4 separate regions of the Mus musculus genome follow, and regions 2, 3 and 4 are each linked to region 1. Evidence: chromatin contacts called from public Hi-C, HiCAR-type and HiChIP or PLAC-seq data. All regions are on one chromosome and are shown on one strand. Each heading gives the region's core, a stretch centred on a gene start, on an enhancer-like site or on the middle of the called end of the contact. The rest is flanking DNA. Distances are from core to core; before and after follow the strand shown. Region 1 has its middle 85 kb from the start of Mir3966. Region 2 has its middle 7.5 kb from the start of Gm40746. Region 3 has its middle 14 kb from the start of Gm40748. Region 4 has its middle 110 kb from the start of Gm40746.

Region 1 (3,126 bases), core at 325-2,824:
GTCTCTAAGAGGAAATGCTTTTATAATCTGCATAATTCAATGCTATATATAAATAAGCCAGATATGATGGAAGTGTCATTAGAAACTTTGTCCTTTAGTTTCAAATGTGTATGTAACCAACACACATAGTTCTCTATATGACAAAGCTCTCCATGGTATGAAATAATAGTAAATTAAAATGTTCAAGGAAAAAAATAGAACTTTCATACACCAGATATGTTTGGTTCTTTTGTTTTGTATGTTTGTTTGTTTGTTTGTTTACAGACAGGGTTTCTCTGTGTAGCCCTGGCTGTCCTGGAACTCACTCTGTAGACCAGGCTGGCCTTGAACCCAGAAATCTGCCTGCCTCTGCCTCCCGAGTGCTGGGATTAAAGGTGTGTGCCACCACCACCCAGCTTGATATGTTAGGTTCTTAATGAATGTACAAAGCTTACATCTATAGCTGACATCCATGATTTGATTTTAGTTTGATGTAAATTTATGTCAGATTTGTAAAAAAAAAAAAAATGTATCTTAAGAGAAAATGTCTATACAACTTAGTTCTATTACAACCAAGATTTTGTTTCACAGTTGTTTTTCCCATGCTTTGTGGTCATTTATCTACTTTTAGCAACATTTTAAAAGGCAAAAATCTTTTGTTTCTTGTTAATTTTACCAGACTTTGAACATTACCCTTCCTCATGGGAAACAAAGAAAGAAACAAAAACATTAGTTTGCTACTTTTGCAAATCTTTGTGACTCCTTATTTCAGTCCTTTGAATAGGAGACCAAGATCCTTCTCCCAGGAATTTTCCCTCTTCAAGTCACTAGGCCAGTCTTCATTGCCAATTGAACTGGCATAGAAACAGTTCTGGAAGTGTCTCTGAGGGTGATTCCAGAAGGCTTAATCTACTCTGAATAAGGGCAGCACCTTCAGTGGGATGAGGTCCTAAACTAAATTAAAAATAAATAAATAAATAAAAAGGAATAAGAAGAGGAGGAAGAGGAAAAAGAGGGGGAGGAAAAAGAGGAGAAGAGAAGGAAGAAGGAGGATAGCAAGCTGAGTTGGTTTAAGGATTTTTACCTTTATATGACAAAGCTCTCTATGTTATGAAATAAATTAAATAAAAATGTAGGTGACAAAAAATCATAGATCTTCCATACACCAGATATGTTAGGTTCTTAAGGAGATATAAACCTTACATCTGTAAATGACATGCATAATTTGTTTGTGGCTTTAAGCAAATTTAATTTGTGCTCATTCATAAGGAAGATATATATATGTATATATATATATATATATATATATATATATATATATATATATATTCCTATTGACTATTATGAATAAACAATAATCCTCACTGATGTCTGATATCTAATAACAGATATCCAAACAGCAGGACTTTCCAACAGCAGACTTTTATTCAGGCCTAGCCAATTTATGCTGAACTTTAGTTGGTCTTCTGTTTATATATATGCCTCTGCATGACTGAGCATGAAGATGAGAGCCTCAGCTCTCCAGGGTAAACGTGTAGGCAGGGCCATTCTACTTTTGGCCAATCCCCTAAGACCTGAAGTGCCTTCCATTACTGTTGATTGAGCTCACTGTGACCCATTCGGGTTAAGGTTATTAGTCATCCCTGACTGCACCCAGCTTTCCCACAATGAGCTCTCCAATTTTCTTACTAATGTGAAACTTATTTACACAGATCCTTGTTCCACAGATGCCTCAGCTGAAGACCAGGCTGAAGTTAGCCCGAGAGCAGCCCTGGTTAGGACACAGGCCTCTGTGCCCAGTACTAAGAATTATTGAATATGGTACTGTAGGATGTTGGCTTCTAGCAGCTAACAGAGGCACAGCTGTTGAATGTGACATGAGAGTAATTTACGGCACAACACTTCCTGTTTGCTAATGCAAATATTTCCCCCCCTTTCCCCCCCATACACACAGTACTGAGTTTATTAGGGCAGCCACTGAACGCTGTCTGTTTACTCAGGTGAGCACTGAGCTCTGCTGATTTATTGGGATGGGCACTGAGAACTGGTTAGTTTATTCCAGTCAGCAATGGGACCAGTTGGTTTATTCAGGTGAACATGGGGCACCACCGGTTGGTTTATTTTGGCGAGCACTAAGCACTGTTTGGTTTTATGAGGTGGCCACTGACCTAGTATGATGATGTCTTCATAATATGAGGAGATTTAGGTATACAACTGCACACAGTAAAGGCCCTGTGAAAATATAGGATAATGTGGCCTCTTAAGGATGTCTAGAATCACAGAACTTATAGAATGAATCTCTGCCTCCCCCTACACACACACACACACACACACACACGGAATAACTTATAGGCTGCATTCCAACTAATCCATCAATGGCGAGCTGGATCAAAAGCCTGGGTCTTCCCACCTCAAAAGTCCAGACTAAAAGTTTATTCACCTATTTCAAACCCAGAAGAAACTCTCTGGCCGGCATGCCCTCCATTTCTGGATTATAGTTCATTCCAGATACAGTTAAGTTGACAACCAAGAGTAGCCACGATCTATAAGCCAAGGAATGAGGGCACAGAAGGACCCAGCCCTGCCAGCATCGTGATCTTCAAGTCCTGGTTTCTAGAACGGTGAGGAGACCAATCTCTGTGGTTTAAACTCTCTGACATGTGGTACTTTGCCATGGCAGTGCTGGTAATCCCCAGAAATTTGCTTCTGGAAAAGAGTGAATAAGTTCTGCTTGAAACTCAGAGGAGAGATGTCTTCATCAGAATATCAAATTCAGTGGGTGTGTATTACTTTTCTCGGCTTGCTAGTTTTCCTCCTCCTCCCCTCTTAGACTTATTTAAAAAAATAAATAAATAAAGATGAAGTGTAAGCCCCATCTCAGGTATGGTGCTACTGACATTAAGAGTGGATCTTTCCTCTTCAGTTAAATGCTTCTGGAATTTCCCTTGAAAATACCCCATGGACTTTCTAAATCTGATCCAGTTGATAATGAAGACCTGACATTCCGGGTGGAAGAGGAGGTGATGTCAGAAGATACAGATGAACTAGCAAAGACACTTTAAAAGAAGTAGAGCCGAATCACTGGGGATTTACAAAGAAATCAAGAGAATGGAGCCATAACCATAGATAGAGTGGCCCTAAGAAAGG
Region 2 (3,056 bases), core at 213-2,712, 1.1 Mb before region 1:
ATGGCAAAGCATGGGTTTGCAAGAAGTGCACCCCAAAAAGCCGTGGGAATTTGGAATCATGGGCTGGCGTGGCAATGACCCACCATGGGAATTTAGTAAGCCAGGTGGAGAGATTTCAGAGCTTCAGATTAGAGAGTCTGCTGAGATGAGAACAGGCCAGTCTTCCCACTAGTGCCCTGCCAGCATAGCGTGGATTGCTTTTTTAATATTTCACACAACACACATTTTCAGAGGGTGGAAGGGAAAACACACAGAGCTATGTTTACAGTGAGCTCACAAAAAATGTCATGGGAAATAGGAAAATTTTAAAACAAGAAAATGTAACACTTTGAATGTATTTTCTGTTGGGACTGACTGAACAGGTCAGACAGTTCACACCATGGGGTGCTGGGTTTTTGTAATAACTCAGGCAATCTGGGAAGGTATTGTGACTCTTTAATAAATGCCCAGAGTGGAGGTCTCTACCGGGCCAGGGCCTTGTAGATCTGTACACACCAAGGTGCACATACCCTTGGAAATGGGGACAAAGAGCCACTACTGTGCTCTGCAAATAGGCCTTATAGGTCAGTCAACAACAAGCAATCCTGTAATTGCTCTGGCCATATATCAGGTGGCAGGGTAAAGGAAAAACGTGTGAAGCAAACACTGAGATGCTCAGTGTTGTCAGGAGGCCCGCACCGTTCTTCTACATTCAGCTACCACAAAAGCCTGGACTTAGCTCCCACTGCCTCTCTCTTCCGTTTCCTTTGTGGCCATTTTGATAAGGGGTGTGTGTGTGTGTGTGTGTGTGTGTGTGTGTGTGTGTGTGTGTGTTTTCTTGTGTAGGCACCAGAGCATGTGTAAGGGGTCCATCTTCGTTTTTCACAGCTGGAGGTTGGGTCTCTGTCTGCCAATATATGTTGCTAGGGTATCTGGTATGCAAGCTTTTGGGAGGGCAGGATTTTCCTTGCTCTGACTCTCATCTTGCTGTGGGGATATTGGGATTATAGACCGTGGTGGTCAGATTTACCTGCATTCTAAGGGTTTGGATTTGAGTGCCTTACCCATTGATCCACCTTGCCAGCCCCACTGGTATTTTTAATGCTCCTTCCCAACTCAGCAATACAAGGTACAACATGTTTCCTAACTCCCTTCACCACAATAGGTAATCAGTTCATCTGGGAAAGACTGCTGTAATTGAGTTTTCTATTCCCCTCGCCCCCAACTTCTCTACTTTGTCACCCTTCTGTTTGGCTTAGCTGCTCTCTGCCTGGGTACTGCATCCAATCCTGTCTTCTTCTTCTCCATCCCCAATGAGACTCTTCCCTCTGTGTAGACGATGCTCAGTTCCCTTCCTGTGTAAAGTACTTGCTTTTTCTTGAAATCTTGGCTTTGTTTCTCAGAACACCATCTCAAAGTGTCCAGCCCCCTTTACTGTTAGTTTTGTTTGGAGTGCACGTCCTATCCCTGTCCAGTCCCCACCATGACTCATTGATTTCCTGCCATTCTTTCAACATCACATACGGACGGCGGCTGGAGGACAGAGAGATGTTTACTTTGGAGAAGCTAAAGCTCACTTTTGCCAGCAATTGGAGTCAAAATCCTGGAAGGGCCCACACAGGGAAAAAAAAAATCAATTGTCTTTAAGCCCAAAGTGGAGAATTATGACAGATAAGTCAAAGCTGCAATAGAGAATAGAGCAACGTTTGGACGTGTTTTATTACCTCCAGACGTACGCAGAGATGTAGTAGGAGGCTCTTCTTTCCGAGACAGTCAGACTTAGACTGGGTGTTGAACGTGGCTGTATGCAGGTGGCTATAGTTTGCTATAGGTTGCTGCACACTACAACGAAGTGTTTGCTATAGGTTGCTGCAGACTACAACAAAGTATTTGTTATTAGTCTCTTAGACCAATGGGTGCTTCTAGATCCTGAAATTTTGTTGTCATTGAGTCATTTTCAAGTTTACTCTGATTAGACAATGCTTGTGACATACATCACTGCTGCGCTTATACTCTGTTTATTTTACTTTATGTATATACAGATATAATCATGGTTGTTCTGAGAAAATTTTGAGCAAAATAAAATATGCAAGTGACTCAGCCTTATTCTCTCTTCCTCTTTCTTTGAGTCTTGCAAAAATTGTCCAGTGAATTTTGGCTTACAATTAGGATAGAATTTCCAACAATTTCTAAATGCTCCTAAGCACACTTCTGACAGTTTGTACTACCTATTTATGCCAAATGGCACTCTTAACATTGATGGCTATATAAATATAAATTTATTTCTCAGAACACCGTCTCTAAGTGTCCAGTCCCCTTTACTGTTAGCTTTGTTTGGAGCAAATGTTCAATCCCTGTCCAGTCCCCAATCAAAATATTGATCTACTTTGAAAAACTGAAAGTGCTCTATGTTCTGAATGTAAAATAGTCAGAAGATTTAATTTTTTATGCAAAAGAAACAAGCACATCTCTCATTGGTATGCAAATAGACTTTTGTCTTTAGTAAATGATAGATTGTACGCATACAAAGTTTTTAAAAATTAATCTCAATATGATTTATTAGTAGTGTTTCATTTGTATACTTATTTTATATGCTTCTCCATCTGATGTTCCATCAAAATCTCTCTGGTAAAAAGGAGTCACAAGCGGAGAATCCCTGCCTTAGGGGCTGAAGTGATGTCTTAGCAGTTAGGAGCACTTGGTGCAGAGGACCCAGGTTTGATTCCCAGCACCCATATCAGTCAACTCACAGTCTTCAAGTCAGTAATCATTAAAGAGCAAGGTCACGTACCATCACTTTGTGTATTCTCTCTTAGCTGAGGCCACCAGGTCTCGGGGGGCCAGTACTAGCATTCAATACATAGAAAAAGATAAAACCTCAGTAGATGGCAATTAAAGTTTGCGCCCAAAGCTCTGACAGGTCTTTGCTGACCTGTGTACTGTCAGAATTGGGCCTAAAACATGCCACCGCTGTTTTCAAACAAGACACATTTATTTAATATCCCAAGTCTTTGAATTTGTTTCCAACTTAGCATCTGGTCTAAGATGGCTTCAATTCATCTATACTTTTAAATTTT
Region 3 (3,084 bases), core at 75-2,574, 1.0 Mb before region 1:
CTTATTATGGCTTACTTGTGTTTTTGGGGTTATCGAATGTCTGTGTTCTAATAACAAGAAAGAACAAATCTATTTTCATACTATTTCCAACATCTACTCTTCTTGTAAATTTCCATCCCGTGCTTTCTGTTTCCCTGACAAGACTAAACAAACACACAGATAAACACAAGCCTTAGTATGTTTAAGGAAGGTTATTGAATACAGTCTGTCTTCTTGGCACTGTGCCAGGTTGCAAACTTAGAGAATCGAATTCGGCTGATTCTCAATCAGGAGAACGTCTCAGTATAATGCTAGCGAACCACACACTGCCATTCACGCCCCCCCCCCCCCCAGATGTCCCTCCCTGTGGAAACCTCTTCAGTTTCAAAACTGAGCATAGTAGACATGAAGCTTGCCCCCTTGTAGCTTAAAACTAATTACAAATATGATCAGTGTCTCGTGGGTGGACATAAAGGGATGCTTAATGTGAGCTCTTTTTCAACTATGAAGGGAGGGGTGATTTATGCATTTAGTAATACTGGTGACAACTAAAGTCAGGATAAAGGAAATGCACAGAGAAAAATTCTATCATAGCATACAAGAAAGAGAAAAATATCCTTCTAGTCTGGAATAAGTATGATGTATTCTGAAATCAAAACAAGTCAACAGGGTTGGAGTAGAAAAGAGAGGGGTGTGTTTTCTTTTTTTTAATGCGTTTAGGTCAGATCCATTACATTTCCCAGAATGTAAACAGCTCCAAGAAAAGAACCTATTAGAGGCTCTTGGGAATTGCTTGTCTTGATCCAAGAATCCTTTGATACATACTATTTTATATTAGTGATGCAGAGGCAGGTACTAGAAGGGGGGAGGGGAAATCTAAGAAGTCAGATACCATTTCCTTGCCTCAGCTCCTTAATGTTCAACATTCTGCTACACATTTTGCCCTCAAAGATATCCATGTATCCCCTCAGCTCTTCGCTCCTGTCCTGCCATGACAGATCTGTCTTTCCAGAACACTGCGAGAGAAGTGTATCATACTTTTTGTTGGAGGCTAGAATATAAGACTGCAAACCCTACCCATCATCACAGAAGCAAAGGTATTCTGCACAGAGAGGGTCACTTGGGTTCCCTCTTTGGCTCTCCGACTATTCCAACAATAGTCCTCATGACTGGAAATCCTCTGGGACCCTCATGCTGGCCCAAATTGAAAGTAAATCCTGGTTTCAACCAGAAGAGGAACTTGACTTCCAGGAAGAGATTTCACACTGTTCTGGCAACTGGTCAGACCACATTGCCAGAGACTAGAGCTGAGACAGTGAGCGAGTGATTAAGGATGGGTGGACCACACCCTGCTCAGGACTGCTTGGTTAAGCATGCCTCTTGCCTTCTCTTTAAAACTAAGACAGACTTAGGGGGGGTGGTCACTGCATCTCTTTATGTAGTCTTCTTCATGTGGCCAGATTAAATAAATCTTTCTATACCTTTCAGTTTTGTCTTTTTAATTGGCCTATTGAAGAGGGGTGGCTGAGCTGACCTTGGTGGGTTGCCGGGACTCAGGTTCTGCCCCTGACACACTGCAGTAGCATGAGTTCTGTTATCAGGTAGATAGATTAGAGTTGCGCTTCTCTCAGCCCTACAGTTTTCCAGCTTTGTAGGAAACATTCTCTGTTTTGTATCTTAGCTGTGTACAGTTTGCCAACAGGGACTGAGATTGTTAAATGTCCCTTCATTTCTGTGGCCCAAGGGTCCCCAGAGATGTCCCCAGCATCCAGAACAGTGAATAGATTGGGCTGGAGAATGTAGGAATGTTAATCAATCATGTTAATCTATTGGAGCCCAGACTTCAAATGTCTACCTGATTATAGTACTTTGGTTTTTAAACTTTCTTTTTAAAACTTTAGGTATGTGTGTGTTCATGATTGTATGTGTGTATGTACCAAGAGTATGTAGGTACCTGAAAAGCCAGAAGAAGGTGTCAGGTCTCTAGGAACTGAAGTTACACATGGTTGATTAGCTGCCTGATGTGGGTGCTGGGAGGGCTTCTGCAAGAGTAGCCAGGGCTCTTAACCACTGAGCCATTCATCCCTCCAGTGCTTTGCTTAGCTAATTATTATTATTCTTTGGGTCTTATTTTAGTTAGGCTTACATGCATCAAAATTTTGCACCTGATATTTAACAAGTGCCTGTGTCCAACCAAATAAAGGGTTGTTCTCAGGATACCAAATCACCAGACAATTGTGTGTGTGTGTGTGTGTGTGTGTGTGTGTGTGTGTGTGTGTGTTTAAGGTATTTTTCTCTAAGCCCCATTTACTCATTGGGCAATCTCAGCCTTTTTCAGGCCTTCTAACCATCATGGTAGATCTTGGGATACGGCTGTCCAATAATCACTCAGTATCTGTGGTCAGCTGTAACAGTTCCCTATAGTCAGTCTGATCAAACAAGACCACTGCCCACTGCAAACAAACACTTGGTGTTGTAGTTTCTGTTCAGAGCATCTGGTTTGCCAGAGGTAGATAAAGATGCAGAGGCTGTGTCTTCAGAGTGTATCCCTAGTGCATCTGGTGATCAGCTCCCTCTAGAATCCATTCTACTCATTTGGTCTTGGCTTTCCAGTGCCTCGTACTGGTAGAAAGCCCTTTTCATCTGGGTCTGTCCTTTCCTGAACTGGATTGAATTCTTTACATTGAAAAACGTATAATTCTGAGCTCTAGAAACTAAATACTACTTTTCAGTCCCTAAAGTGCATTTCAAAATCCTTTGTTATAGGTGTTATCTGTCTCCTCTGACAGTTCTTTTCACAAGGTGAACATTCATCTTGGTGTGTGGACACATCTGGCTTCTGGGTCCCATTGGAGTAGTTGTGATTTTTTTTCCCCTTGCTCACTCTATTCTGGATACTGGGGACATCTCTGGAGACCCTTGAGCCACAGAAATGGAGGGAGATTCAGCAATCTCAGTCCCTGTTGGCAAACTGTACTAAGGTACAAAGCAGAAGAACTTTCCCACAAAGCTGGAACACTGTGGGGCAGAGAGGACCTGAGCCTTTATGTTCTGGCGTGTCTAAGCCCCTCTGAACTATTGGAAACCATCAGGCACATCAAAGAT
Region 4 (3,277 bases), core at 679-3,178, 1.3 Mb before region 1:
TTTTAGGATTCTTACGTTTGCCTTTCGCCATCTGGTAATCTCTGAAGCTAGCTGTTATAGTTGTCTCTGGTTAGAGCTTGTTCCTCAGGTGACTCTGTTAGCCTCTATAAGCAGACCTGGGAGGCTAGCTCTCTCCTTAGTTTCAGTGATCAGAGTATTCTCTGCAGGCAAGCTCTCTTCTTGCAGGGAAGGTGCCCAGATATCTGGTGTTCGAACCTGCCTCCTGGCAGAATTTGTGTTCCACTCACCAGAGGTCTTAGGATCCCGTGGGGAATCCTGTGTGGGCCCTTGCGGGTGTCGGGAGACTCTGCTGGCAAGGCACCCCGGTGCTCGAGTGGACCGGAAGGGCAATAGAAGTTATTTTTAATACCCATTAGCTATGTGATCTTAGCCAGATTAACCAACTATTCCAAACATGTTTTCTTGTCTGTAAACATCTCAGAAAGCTCACACGTGATGACAGCATGTCCCAGTTTCCCATCTCAAGAGCTTCTTGTGAAACGTTGTGGTACACTTGTTAATTGAAGGCCCTGTCTGAAGAGGCTTAGACACACCTGCTTCGCCAAAGACTCTCATGCCTTTGCTATGGCAACCATTCACCTTACCAGTGCTGTTCCATCAGCACAGGCTGAGGAGGCAGGGCAGTCACTGAGCAGAAGCTGATGGGGGTGAGGTCTGGGGGCTGCTTGTTACTGTGTCAACTGAATCTAATCTGACTGCTGCAGAACCATTTAAATCTAGGGGAAGTTTTTATAAACTGTGTTGCACATCTGTAACAGCACGGGACATCCACACTCGGGTTGTGCACAGACCCTTAGGAAAGAGTATGATTATATCTTACTCTTTAGAAGTCTATATGCCTTGATAGAAAACTTGTTTCTCTCCAGACTGTTTACAGATACTTCCAAAACAGCTTGACACCTCAGGAATGGAGAGATCCAGAAATTTGAGCTGATAGCCAAAATTTTTCTATTTTTCTCTCTTTGTCCCCAAAGCATTTTCTCTTTCTGTTTTGAAAGTTGACTGAGGGAGCTCTCCACATCCCACCTGGTGTCCTGCTAGCTTCTCCTCTTCCTCATCCCTTCCATTCTAAACCTTTTACCAGGAAGCATATGCTAATTGTCAGTGTGCCCCATCTCACCCTGCAGAGAGAAGTTCTGGCTTGGCTGCCATGGTATCTACATTCTTGATTTCCCTTATCTCAGGTCTTATCTCAATTTGATTCCATAACTATTAGCCTCAGTCTCTGATCCCCACAGGAGACTGCTCTCTTCAAGGGAGGGGTCTTGCCTAAGTTTATGCATAGATTACAGGGCATCATCCTTGGATGGAACACCTAGTAAGTGCTCAGTAAACCTCACAATGTTTTTGTTTGCTTGTTGTTTGTTTAATGCAGTGTTAAATGAGAACAGATAGGGACTGGATTATAAAGAGCACAGTAAAAGTGGTGAGGGAGGAGTTGCTGAAAGATGACAATGGGTGTTTACACACTTCCTCTTACAACTGACCATTACGTCATACTGAACCGACCAAAGGTCATGTGAAGAAAGAAGAGTATGAAATAGTCACAGGTCTGAGCCAAGCATGAGAAACTTAGGACTTTTGACTTTTAATACATCACTGTGGGCAGCAGCCGACTTTATCTCACCTGAGTTAAAACTCCTTCAGGTTTGCCAAGAGTTTCCAAAAACACCCACATCCAATAGATCGTCATGAATGCTTAGGTATTTCAGTATATTCCTGAAGATCTTTTAGAAAACACAACACATGCCCATTAGTTTTGGTTTTAAATATTCAAGCATGCCCTTTGCAAGAATATTAAACCTAAACCTCCTGGGAGTGATTTTACAGAACAGCATAGGAATCAGTCCTCCTGAGGTTTAAGCCCGGTTACTTGATATTACTCATTTCATAACACACACTGCAAATGAACTCCTCAGCATGCGGTCGCAGCTGCTTCTGTGAATCCTAACAGCGTGTCTCTCTATCATCCCCTCCAAATGTGCTTCCCGGGGCCAGAGAAATCCCAGAGGCTTGTCTGCCAACTTCACAAACTTGAGAACAAAACAACACTCAAGCTGTGTTCTCAAGGGTTTCTGCCTTCCTCTGCCAAGCCCGCCAAGCCCTTTACCTCTAGAAAGTTTAAAACTAAACAAAGGTTTTGTTGTGGATAAAGGCATTCACAGGTCACGAATGCAGAAAGGGGGCCTTGGGTGTGAGGGCTTGGTGTCACGCTTCACACATACAGGGGAGTTGGACTGTGAGTTAAGAAAACCACTCTCTTTTTTCGGGCTGCCTGCTGTTCTGTTCTATGAACTGAAGACAAAGTAATAATCAACTGTAAAGGGGACGAAGGGACTGACTCTTCCCAGAAGTTAAGGTGTGAAAGGACTGGACTTCTATTTAAGCTTCCTCCTCCTCCTCCCATCCCCACAGTATGTACTGAGGGCAAGGAGCAGGCAGGTTTTGAACAGGCATCAGAATTGCTGAATTCTATTAGTTAAACCAGAGTCTATCAGGTCCCCACCCTGGAGCTGGTATTTCAGTAATAGGTGGAGGATGGGATCTGGGGAAGAGCATTTTAGTAGTCCCCAGGGATTCAGATGCAGATGCTCTGAAGACCCATGCTGAGAACTACCGCCTCAATGCTTCCCCGACGCTGGCAGGTGGCATTGATGAGCAGGAATCTATAATATCCAAACACATTGAACAGACAGTTGTAAAACAACAGCAACAGCCACAAACAATAAAAAGTAACCAAGGAACCCCTGAATCCCACCTGCAACAATTTAGAAGATAGATCGGCATACCTGTCTTGCTTTGTAGAAATGTTTACCATTTTTAACGATACCAAGTTCTCTGATACATTTACTTTACTATTTGAATTATGAGTTTCCAGTTCACAAGCAACACTGGGAAACTCACAGTTTGTGCAAGGGGAAGTACAAGTGTATTGTGGTGGTTTGAATAGATACGGCCCCTTACACTCATACCTTTGAATGATTGGCCTGTAGGGAGTGGCACTGATAGGAGGTGTGTCCTTGCTGGAGTCATTGTGGCCTTGGAGGAAGTGTGTCACTATGAAGGTAGGTTTTGGGGACTCCCATGCTCAGGAGTCTGGGGCTCAAGATGTAAAACTCTCAGCTCCTCCTCCGGCACCAAGTCTGCCTGCATGCTGCCATGCTTCCCGCCATGATGATAATGGATGGAACCGCTGAACCTGTAAGCTACCCACAAGGAAATGTTCTTTTTTATAAGAGTTTCCCTGGTCATGGTG

Evidence for each region. A called contact is a pair of places that touch in the nucleus more often than the background predicts. HiCAR-type assays count read pairs that join an accessible place to other places. HiChIP or PLAC-seq counts read pairs in DNA pulled down with a chosen protein or histone mark.
Region 2: a FOXA1 HiChIP or PLAC-seq map of pancreatic cancer cells shows a contact between it and region 1. The contact joins two enhancer-like sites. A contact is called at or near these places in 2 of 15 datasets of contacts at CTCF or cohesin (large pre-B cells and pro-B cells), 2 of 484 Hi-C or Micro-C datasets (bone marrow-derived macrophages and embryonic stem cells), 6 of 115 datasets of contacts at active chromatin or transcription factors (DN3 thymocytes, T-cell acute lymphoblastic leukemia, double positive thymocytes and 3 more) and 1 of 9 other capture datasets (bone marrow-derived macrophages).
Region 3: a contact with region 1 is called in a HiCAR-type map of fibro-adipogenic progenitors, with 8 times the contacts expected there. The contact joins two enhancer-like sites. A contact is called at or near these places in 1 of 15 datasets of contacts at CTCF or cohesin (large pre-B cells), 2 of 484 Hi-C or Micro-C datasets (bone marrow-derived macrophages and nephron progenitors), 2 of 115 datasets of contacts at active chromatin or transcription factors (embryonic stem cells and fibro-adipogenic progenitors) and 1 of 9 other capture datasets (embryonic stem cells).
Region 4: a Hi-C map of the C2C12 cell line shows a contact between it and region 1, with 2.6 times the contacts expected there. The contact joins two enhancer-like sites. A contact is called at or near these places in 2 of 15 datasets of contacts at CTCF or cohesin (the NIH/3T3 cell line and large pre-B cells), 2 of 484 Hi-C or Micro-C datasets (the C2C12 cell line and bone marrow-derived macrophages), 1 of 115 datasets of contacts at active chromatin or transcription factors (fibro-adipogenic progenitors) and 1 of 9 other capture datasets (embryonic stem cells).

Annotation. Positions count from the first base shown.
Region 1 is chr10:97,336,592-97,339,717 of GRCm38.p6, forward strand. No RefSeq gene overlaps it. Among named protein-coding and RNA genes, the nearest start is that of Mir3966, 85 kb to the right of the region's middle. Within about 2 kb of position 1,575, at least 61 of the 459 cell types and tissues checked have an H3K27ac peak or open chromatin away from gene starts, as enhancers often do. A contact at or near this core is called in the C2C12 cell line, fibro-adipogenic progenitors and pancreatic cancer cells, where this site is marked.
Region 2 is chr10:96,186,864-96,189,919 of GRCm38.p6, forward strand. No RefSeq gene overlaps it. Among named protein-coding and RNA genes, the nearest start is that of Gm40746, 7.5 kb to the left of the region's middle. Within about 2 kb of position 1,463, at least 84 of the 459 cell types and tissues checked have an H3K27ac peak or open chromatin away from gene starts, as enhancers often do. A contact at or near this core is called in pancreatic cancer cells, where this site is marked.
Region 3 is chr10:96,293,612-96,296,695 of GRCm38.p6, forward strand. No RefSeq gene overlaps it. Among named protein-coding and RNA genes, the nearest start is that of Gm40748, 14 kb to the right of the region's middle. Within about 2 kb of position 1,325, at least 36 of the 459 cell types and tissues checked have an H3K27ac peak or open chromatin away from gene starts, as enhancers often do. A contact at or near this core is called in fibro-adipogenic progenitors, where this site is marked.
Region 4 is chr10:96,074,088-96,077,364 of GRCm38.p6, forward strand. No RefSeq gene overlaps it. Among named protein-coding and RNA genes, the nearest start is that of Gm40746, 110 kb to the right of the region's middle. Within about 2 kb of position 1,929, at least 49 of the 459 cell types and tissues checked have an H3K27ac peak or open chromatin away from gene starts, as enhancers often do. A contact at or near this core is called in the C2C12 cell line, where this site is marked.